Regions from separate parts of the Macaca mulatta genome. Here region 2 is linked to region 1. Evidence: chromatin contacts called from public Hi-C data. All regions are on one chromosome and are shown on one strand. Each heading gives the region's core, a stretch centred on a gene start, on an enhancer-like site or on the middle of the called end of the contact. The rest is flanking DNA. Distances are from core to core; before and after follow the strand shown.

Region 1 (4,218 bases), core at 522-3,021:
GCCAGTGAGCTGTAATCCCAGCACTTTGGGAGGTTGAGGCGGGCAGATCACTTGAGGTCTGGAGTTTGAGGCCAGCCTGGCCAATATGGTGAAACCCCATCTCTACTAAAATACAACAACCAGCCAGGCGTGGTGGCGGGTGCCTGTAATCCCAGCTACTCAGGATGCTGAGGCAGGAGAATAGCTTGAACCTGGGAGGCAGAAGTTGCAGTGAGCCGAGATCGCGCCACTGCACCCCAGCCTGGGCGACAGAGAGAGACAATGTCTTTAAAAAAAAAAAGCCAGTAGATCAGAGCTATGCAGGTGGTCACACAGGTGGCTGCAGGCCCACAGAGCTCCTAACCTGGTAGGGACGGTCAGGGAAGATGCTGACACTGAGACAGGAAGACTGAGGAAGAGTCAGAAACAACAAGGCAGAGACAGAAGAGGTTCTCAATAGGAGAAAAAGCCCAGTGGTGGGACAGGGCGTGTATGGCAGATCCCTTCCCATCTCAGCCAGGCACTGTGCTACTGTTGTGGCAACAGATAAGATGGGACAAGGTCCTCGCCCTTGTAGAGTTCACAAGAGGTCGGGAAGACAGAAAATAAAATGCAACACAAATAAATGTATGATATAATTTCTGGTGGACATAAGTGGTATCCTGAGAAACATCTCGGGCTAAGGGGAGAGCTAGAGACGCGAGGGACCCTGACCAAGGGTGATCAAGGAGGCAGAGAGCTGGACCAGGCAGGGGGGCAGGCCCTGTGGTTGTCGGGGGAAGTGGCTCCAGGCAGTGAGGACAGCAGTGTAAATACTAGGACTGAAAGTTAATCGGGGGTGGCTGTAGAGGTGCTGGGTGGGGCTTAGGGATCTCATGCGCTCGCCTTCCAAGGGTCAGGGGGGAGGGGACTCAATGTCGTGTAGGCCTAACCTGACACCTGTTCTTGCACCTGCCAGAATCACTCCGGCATTCTTAACACCCTCCCTCAGTGGTGGAGCTGACCCTTGACCTCTTCCACTTCCCATTCAGACGAGGGCCTCCCAGCAGATACGACACACCCGGTCCCACTGTCACTGACTGTCACAGCCATGATAACCCACGGCTTATCTCCGGGTAGTGCAGTGGCCATGTGCTGGGCAGTGGGGGCCGGCTGCCTGGGTGTGAATCCTAGCCGTGCCACTTTTTAAGCGCCTGATCTTAGTCAAGCCGCTGAAATCTTCCCTGCCTCAGTTTCTCGTTTGCAAAAGAGACACTCTCTACCTCATAGGTACTCATTGGGTTGGCATTGGAAACTAAGGGACTTCCTGCAGTTCCTGGACCACTGCAAGCACTAGCGTTATAAGCATTATCATCACTACTTTAATTATCTCGTCCAATTCCCTCCTTGCTCAAGTGAGGAAACAGAGGCCCAGAAAGGCCCAGCCACTTGCTCAAGGTCACACAGCAGATGCTAAGCTCCGGCTGAGCCCGGAACCACTCAGTCTCGCCTCCATCGCGGCGACCTCCCTCCTCCGGCGACCTCCCCTCCAAAGCCCTCCCTCCAGCTGGCTGGACTCCTCGGGGCCTCACCCGGATAGTGTTCACGAGGCTCTGCACCTTGGCGGGGTCCAGCACGGACGGCAGCGGCCGGATAAGCACGTTCAGTGGCACGTTGTGTACCGCGGCGATGCAGCCCGAGTGGATGCTGCCGCCCTGCGCGCCACCGCTCGGCCCGGGCCCCTCGGGCGCCCCCCGATCCGCGCCGGCTCTGCCCAGCGCTCCTCCAGCACGGAGCCCCATCGTCGCCGCCACCGTCGTCGCCGCTGCCGCCGCGGGACTCGCCGCCTCCTCAGGCCTTAACTCTGGCCGGGCCGTACCATTCTGCGCGGTCGGGTGGGGGGGCCCGGGCCAGGGCGCGTTTCTCCCCCGGCCCCGCCGTGGTCCGGTCTCAACCCCGCGGTCCCCCCCGCGACTCAGGCTCCGCTCGCCAGGTGCAGCCGAACTCGCGCGGGGCTCCGGCTCTCCACCGGGGGGCGCCTCCCGCCTCCCCTCCGCCGCGCGGCGTCCGGGGAGTGGAAGCGCCCGGGCTGGCTGACTCAGGGTGAGTTTGCAGGTCGCGGGGCGGGAGGGGCGCGGGTGACGCACCGGCCGCCGTGACTTAGGCCGCGGGGGCGGGGGCGGAGAGCGAGGCGAACCTGCCCAGCCGGGATGAGTCGGCAAATCCTGCAGTGCGCTGCTGCCCCGCTGCTAGGGCTCCTAGCCAGCGAGGTGATGATCCCCACCAACGGTTCCACTTCCAATCTGGTGCTGGCTGTGTCTGGCGCCGTTCCAAACATTTTGCACGAATATTGACTTATCTAAACCTCAAAACAACTCTGCAAGGAAGGTATGATTGTTATTCCCATTTTACAGAAGAGGAGACTGAGACACAGAGGTTTAAGTGATTTACCCAAGATCATGGAGTTAGTAAGTGGCCGAATCCGCATTCAAATCCAGATAGTCTGGCTCCGGAGTCCGCTCTCTGCCCCACGGCTGGTTGCCTTGGTTCAGCAACAGTGACTGTCACACGGAGCCCTCAGGAATCGCGCTGACAATGTGTGGGCCCTGCCTTCGAGTTCCACACTGTATCATTACAACACTACTGGAAGTAGGTGCAGTTATAGACCCGCTTGTTCAAGATCAGCTGAAATGAAAGTCAGGTCATACAAGTCCATACTGTGGAGCCACCTAACCACCAACTCCAAGCAGGAAGGTGGACAATCCCAGACTCGGTTGAAGACAACCATGTCTGGTTTGCTTGTCTTCCTTCTCCACGTGGATGGCACGAACATGGAGGAATGCATACTTACCCTGCCAGCCCGAGAAAACTCCACATGGAGGAGGGGGCCAGGGGTTTCTACTTTGCCTTGAGCCAGTTGCTGACACTGTCTGAATCCTGTCTGTAAAATGAAGTAATGCTGCTCCTCACTCAGAGTTGTGTGAATTGGGAGAGTGCTCATATAGTGCTCTGTGAATTGCGTAACATCCATTTTGCTGTTGAAGATCTTTTATTTTGGGTTCTTAGTCTCTCACAAAACCTTAGAACACTGAGACCAAGATTTGAGCCTTTCCCTTTCCAAACATAATTCCCGTGGACACCTAAATGATACTTTGTTTCCAGAAGTAGAACTGACAACCACACCTCAGCCCCAGAGCACTTTGGGAGGCCGAGACGGGCGGATCACGAGGTCAGGAGATCGAGACCATACTGGCTAAAGCGGTGAAACCCCGTCTCTACTAAAAAAATACAAAAAAACTAGCCGGGTGAGGTGGCGGGCGCCTGTAGTCCCAGCTACTCGGGAGGCTGAGGTAGGAGAATGGCGGGAACCTGGGAGGCGGAGCTTGCAGTGAGCCGAGATCCCGCCACTGCACTCCAGCCTGGGCGACAAAGCGAGACTCTGTCTCAAAAAAAAAAAAAAAAAAAAAAAAAAATTAGAGAATTTCATCAAGAAGGAAGTTATCCCTTCTAAAACATCTTTCTCATTATAAGAAGTAAGAATGGCAAGATAACAGTTTCTAGAGTGGAAAAGTGGAGCTCTGGCCTGATTCTTTCATCATGGTGTATTCAGGGGGACCTCATTTCCTGGTATCAAATTCTCTGTGTTAAGATATCTATGGCCTAATTCAAAATTGCTTAAGCAATAAGAAGGTTTGTTTTCTCACATAATAAGATGTGGTAGGCATGTCTAAGGTTGGTAAAGAGGCAGTTGAACAAAGACTCCAGTTCTGGCTGGGTGCAGTGGCTCACACCTGTAATCCCAGCACTTTGGAAGGCTGAGGCAAGCAAATCACTTGAGGCCAGGAGTTCGAGACCAGCCTAGCCAACATAGTGAAACCCTGTCTCTACCAAAAGTACCAAAATTAGCCAGGCATGGTGGCACGCGTTTGTAGTCCCAGTTACTCCAGAGGCTGAGACAGGAGAATCGCTTGAAACTGAGAGGCAGAGGTTGCAGCGAGCTGATATCATGCCACTGCATTCCAGCCTGGGCGACAGAGCAGGACTCTGTCTCAGAAAAAAAAAAAAAAAAAAGATTCTGGTTCTGTCTATCTTTTTGTGCCATCATCTTCAGTGTTCTGTTATCCTGCAGTGTGCCCTTCACGGTCCCAAGATGGCTGCTGTAGCTCAAAGCATCACATCACTACATGCGAATGTCCACAAGTGGAAGTTAGGACATCCTTCGCACCTCTTTTTAAGAGTGAAGAAACCTTTGCTGGCTGG
Region 2 (3,903 bases), core at 1,362-3,861, 120 kb before region 1:
GCTCATTGCAAGCTCCGCCTCCCAGGTTCACACCATTCTCCTGCCTCAGCCTCTCAAGTAGCTGGGACTACAGGCACCCGCCACCATGCCCGGCTACTCTTTTGTATTTTCAGTAGAGACGGGGTTTCACCATGTTAGCCAGGATGGTCTTGATCTCCTGACCTCGTGGTCCGCCCCCCTAGGCCTCTCAAAGTGCTGGGATTACAGGCGTGAGCCACCGTGCCCGGTCCCTATAGAAGGGATTAAACTCACTTCCTAAAGAAAATCATCCCTTTCTTTAAGAGTGTGAAGTAAAGGTGTACAAATTTTACTTACGTGAAGTAAAGTATATATACATACATGCATACATATGTCTTTACTTATGTGACACAAAGATTTATGTTCAGAGATAGAGACAATAGTAAAAACAAGGACTCACTCTGGATGAGTGAGTAGGCAAAGGAACTAAATGCGCAGTATGGAAAAGGAGTTGCCACCTGTTTCATCCTCAAACTGCAAGGCATTTCACCCATAACTACTTAGAAACTAACCCACGCTCCTCCTTAAATGTGTATTTCTCTTCTCTGTATTCCACAAAAAAGTACATAACTAAGCATTGTTTTGTTTTTAAAGAAAAGTCACCTCAGGGGGACCTAACTTTGTAATGAATTGATTAATCAATCTAAGCAAATTTCCAATCTTTCATTCAAGTCATACACCCTCCCCCAATAGCAAACCAAAGCCAAAAATTTCAAAGTCACAGAAGGACAAAAACATGCCCTGCTAAGACTGCAGGTGAACTTTTGAGAATACCACAGAGGAGAACTAGTATTGGTACTGGACTTTCAGCCCCAGGTTCACCAAGCCAGTAAAGCCAAATACTTACAACAAAAACCTACAACTACAAAGGTAATATTCTAAAGCCCTGTCTACAGTCAAATTCTTGACTATAAATTTTACCTAGAACAGAAGAGCCCCCAATATACCAGCTAGTCCCTTTACAGTGACAGGTAAAAGCTACTTACTACACTTACTACCTGCCAGACACTGTAGTAAGCACTTGACACAAATTGTCTTATTTACTCCTCTCCATAAACTCACAAGCTAGAAGATACCATCATCCCCCTTTTACAGACGGGAAAACAGGCTTAGAGAGTTTAGGTCACAACTAAGTCGCAATGGCCCTGATATCTGACAACCTAGGCAGTGTGGTTTTTAATCACTGGGCCTATACTGCACTCCTTAGATGGCATAAAGTCTCCAATTCTTGGAAAAATCTTCCCTTCTTAGTTTTCTTTTCTTTTTTTTTTTTTTTTTTTTGAGACGGAGTCTCGCTCTGTCGCCCAGGCTGGAGTGCACTGGCAAATCTCAGCTCACTGCCACCTCCGCCTCCCAGGTTCAAGCGATTCTCCTGCTTCAGCCTCCTGAGTAGCTGGGATTACAGGCGACCGCCACCAAGCCCGGCTGATTTTTGTATTTTTAGTAAAGACGGGGTTTCACCGTGTTGGTCAGGCTGGTCTCGAACTCTTGACCTCGTGATCCACCCGCTTCGGCCTCCCAAGTGTTGGGATTACAGGCGTGAGCCACCACGCCCAGACTCCCTTTTTAGTTTTCATTTCCTCTCCTCATATCCCATTCTCGTAGAATTAAACAGTTGAAAAGTAATCAAGTCTTCCCAAATAATTTGCCATCTCTTTTTCAGAACTCTTTCCTCCACACAAAGCAATAGTCAAGATGCAACTTCTCCTGACCCTGACTCTGCTTCCCCAAAACAAACTACAGAAGCTCCACCCATCACCTGCTTAATCTAGAAGTGTTCCAACACTGCAAAAACACACAACGAAAAACAAAATTGAAAAGTCCTACTCTTTCAAAAGGTCACCAACATATGTATACTCTTAGCCAAGCTTTCTCTCCATACCTCTTTTTCTATCCAGGCTCCTAACTAGTCCTTAACTCCAACTCTAGACGTTCTGCCCCACGTCTTGGTCCCTTCCCACTTTCTCCCCAGCAACTCCGCCTGGGGTTCTCTCCACCTCGCACCCACTCTGCAGGTGGGAAGCTCAGCCCCGCCCAGATGGACCCTAAGAAGGCCCCTACTCCAGCTGCCTAGTTCCGCCGCAGGGTTCACCGCACACTACCCAGCAGGCACCACTCCCTCCGCACCCTCCCCCAGCACCCCACTGCGGCCCCACCCCTCAAGTTCCCTTCCCCCTCTGACGACCCCCTCCTCCAAGTTGTCCCCTAGTCCCCACCCAGTCCGGCCCTTTCCTATGCAATAAGCTGGACTCCGGCAGCCGATTCCCACCCTCACATTGGCCTCTGCCCCCAAACCTCGCCCTCCGCCCTGGGGGGTGGCCCTGGGCCTCCCAGATGGGCTGCAGGGGCCTCGGTTGGTGTATGTGTGAAGGTGGGGGCAGGGGAAGGCGACGGGCCGCTCGGGAGTCTGCTGGAAGCGTGAGTGGCGGCCGCGCTCCGCTGCCCTATCCTGCGCCCACCCCACCCTCCAACGACCTCGCCTGGCGACTCCCAAGGTACCTGTGGTGGAAGCGGCAGCGGCAGTGGCCGCTCTCCCCTCTGCTCACACAGACAATATGGCGGCGGTGGAGGAGGAGACACACGGCTCGGCCGCCAGCCGCAGGGACCAGAGCGAGGCTGCAGCCGCGGCTGCCGGAAGCGGAAACCCCCTCCTACCAGGAGGCGGGGCGAGACAGCTTCCGACTCCGCCCCCAGAGGAATCTAGCTGAGTGCGGCCATGCTGGGCTGTCCTATTGTAGCCTTAGGGATTCAGTTCTGGGCTAGGGTGCAAAATGGAAGGAATTCCCAACGCAAAGCAGAATAAGGAGACTTGCAATAGTTACGCGCATTTTATTTCAATAGTGTTAACAAATGACAACAGAAAGAATACGAACCTCCCACTAGGTGAACAGTTGGTTTGATCCAAGTTAATATGGCGGTACCCAGGTTTCCCGCACTTCAGCCAGCTGGCCCCTCCTTTCCTGAAAAGAACCATGCGCGACCTGCAGAGCTGTAGAGCCAAGCATTCTGGGAGCTGAAGTCCCTTTTGCTCTGACTCCCTCGTTTAAAATTAGGGTTTCAGCAACACTTTCTATTCACACTTGGAGTTCGGAAGAAGTGAATGAAAGTTGGACCCTAGAAAGGGCATGGAGCAGGAGTCTGGGAAGTGAGGATACTAGGTCTCAAGAGACCAAGGCCCAATTCCTTCCTCCTACAGAAGTCTTGCCTAGAGCTCTGCGTTCAAAATAGAGTGTTTTTTCCCCTTCTATCTGCCTCCCACCCCCGCTCTCCTTTCCCGAGCTACCTCCCCAAAACAGTCACAGAGCACCTTCTACCATGCAAAGTTCATCATGGTCTCCTCATGATCAAAAATCTCCCATGGACCTCTTTGTGCACCAAAGATAGCCCAAACTCTTCACTTGACATTCAAAGTCCTCCATAATTTGGCCAAACCCTCTTTTCCAGCCTCCTATTTTGCCACTCTCATCTCAAATTCCGGAAGCTTCCACCCACTAAAACTGCAAACAATTCCTGGAACTTAGCTGTGTTGCCTCCCTCGCTTTGCACTGGCAGTTACTTCTCTTACTGTCACCTCATGGACTGGATAATTTCCGTATGCTGATTGAACTAATTCAGGGATCCTTTCCTCTTGGGGTCTTCTCTCTGTTGAACTCCCTCAAACCCAGGCACTATCAGTTAGTAACCTGAGGACCTCAGTCTGTCTCCTCCATCAGACTGTGAGCCCCTAGTGGACAGAGCTCCATCTGATGATCAACCTCTCCTTTGCAGGCCCTGCTAAAAGCTGAAGCGTCTAGGAGTTGCTGAAAGGAGTTCAAGTGTTAGTCTCACCTCTGATGGGACAGAGGTGTGAGCACTGGAATGAGGGTGAGGAGGCCAGGTTATTTC

Evidence for each region. Hi-C and Micro-C count contacts between places; a contact is called where the count stands out from the background.
Region 2: a Hi-C map of fetal cortex germinal zone shows a contact between it and region 1, with 2.3 times the contacts expected there. The contact joins the promoter of CSNK2A1 here to the promoter of SRXN1 in region 1. A contact is called at or near these places in 7 of 14 Hi-C or Micro-C datasets (blood, cortical neurons, fetal cortex germinal zone and 3 more).

Annotation. Positions count from the first base shown.
Region 1 is chr10:83,488,968-83,493,185 of T2T-MMU8v2.0, reverse strand. It overlaps SRXN1 (sulfiredoxin 1), which reads right to left and starts at 1,771. Exons shown (of 2, transcript NM_001194557.2): 1 at 1,551-1,771. The coding sequence starts at 1,760.
Region 2 is chr10:83,608,224-83,612,126 of T2T-MMU8v2.0, reverse strand. CSNK2A1 (casein kinase 2 alpha 1) reads right to left here and starts at 2,611. Exons shown (of 13, transcript NM_001260877.1): 1 at 2,518-2,611.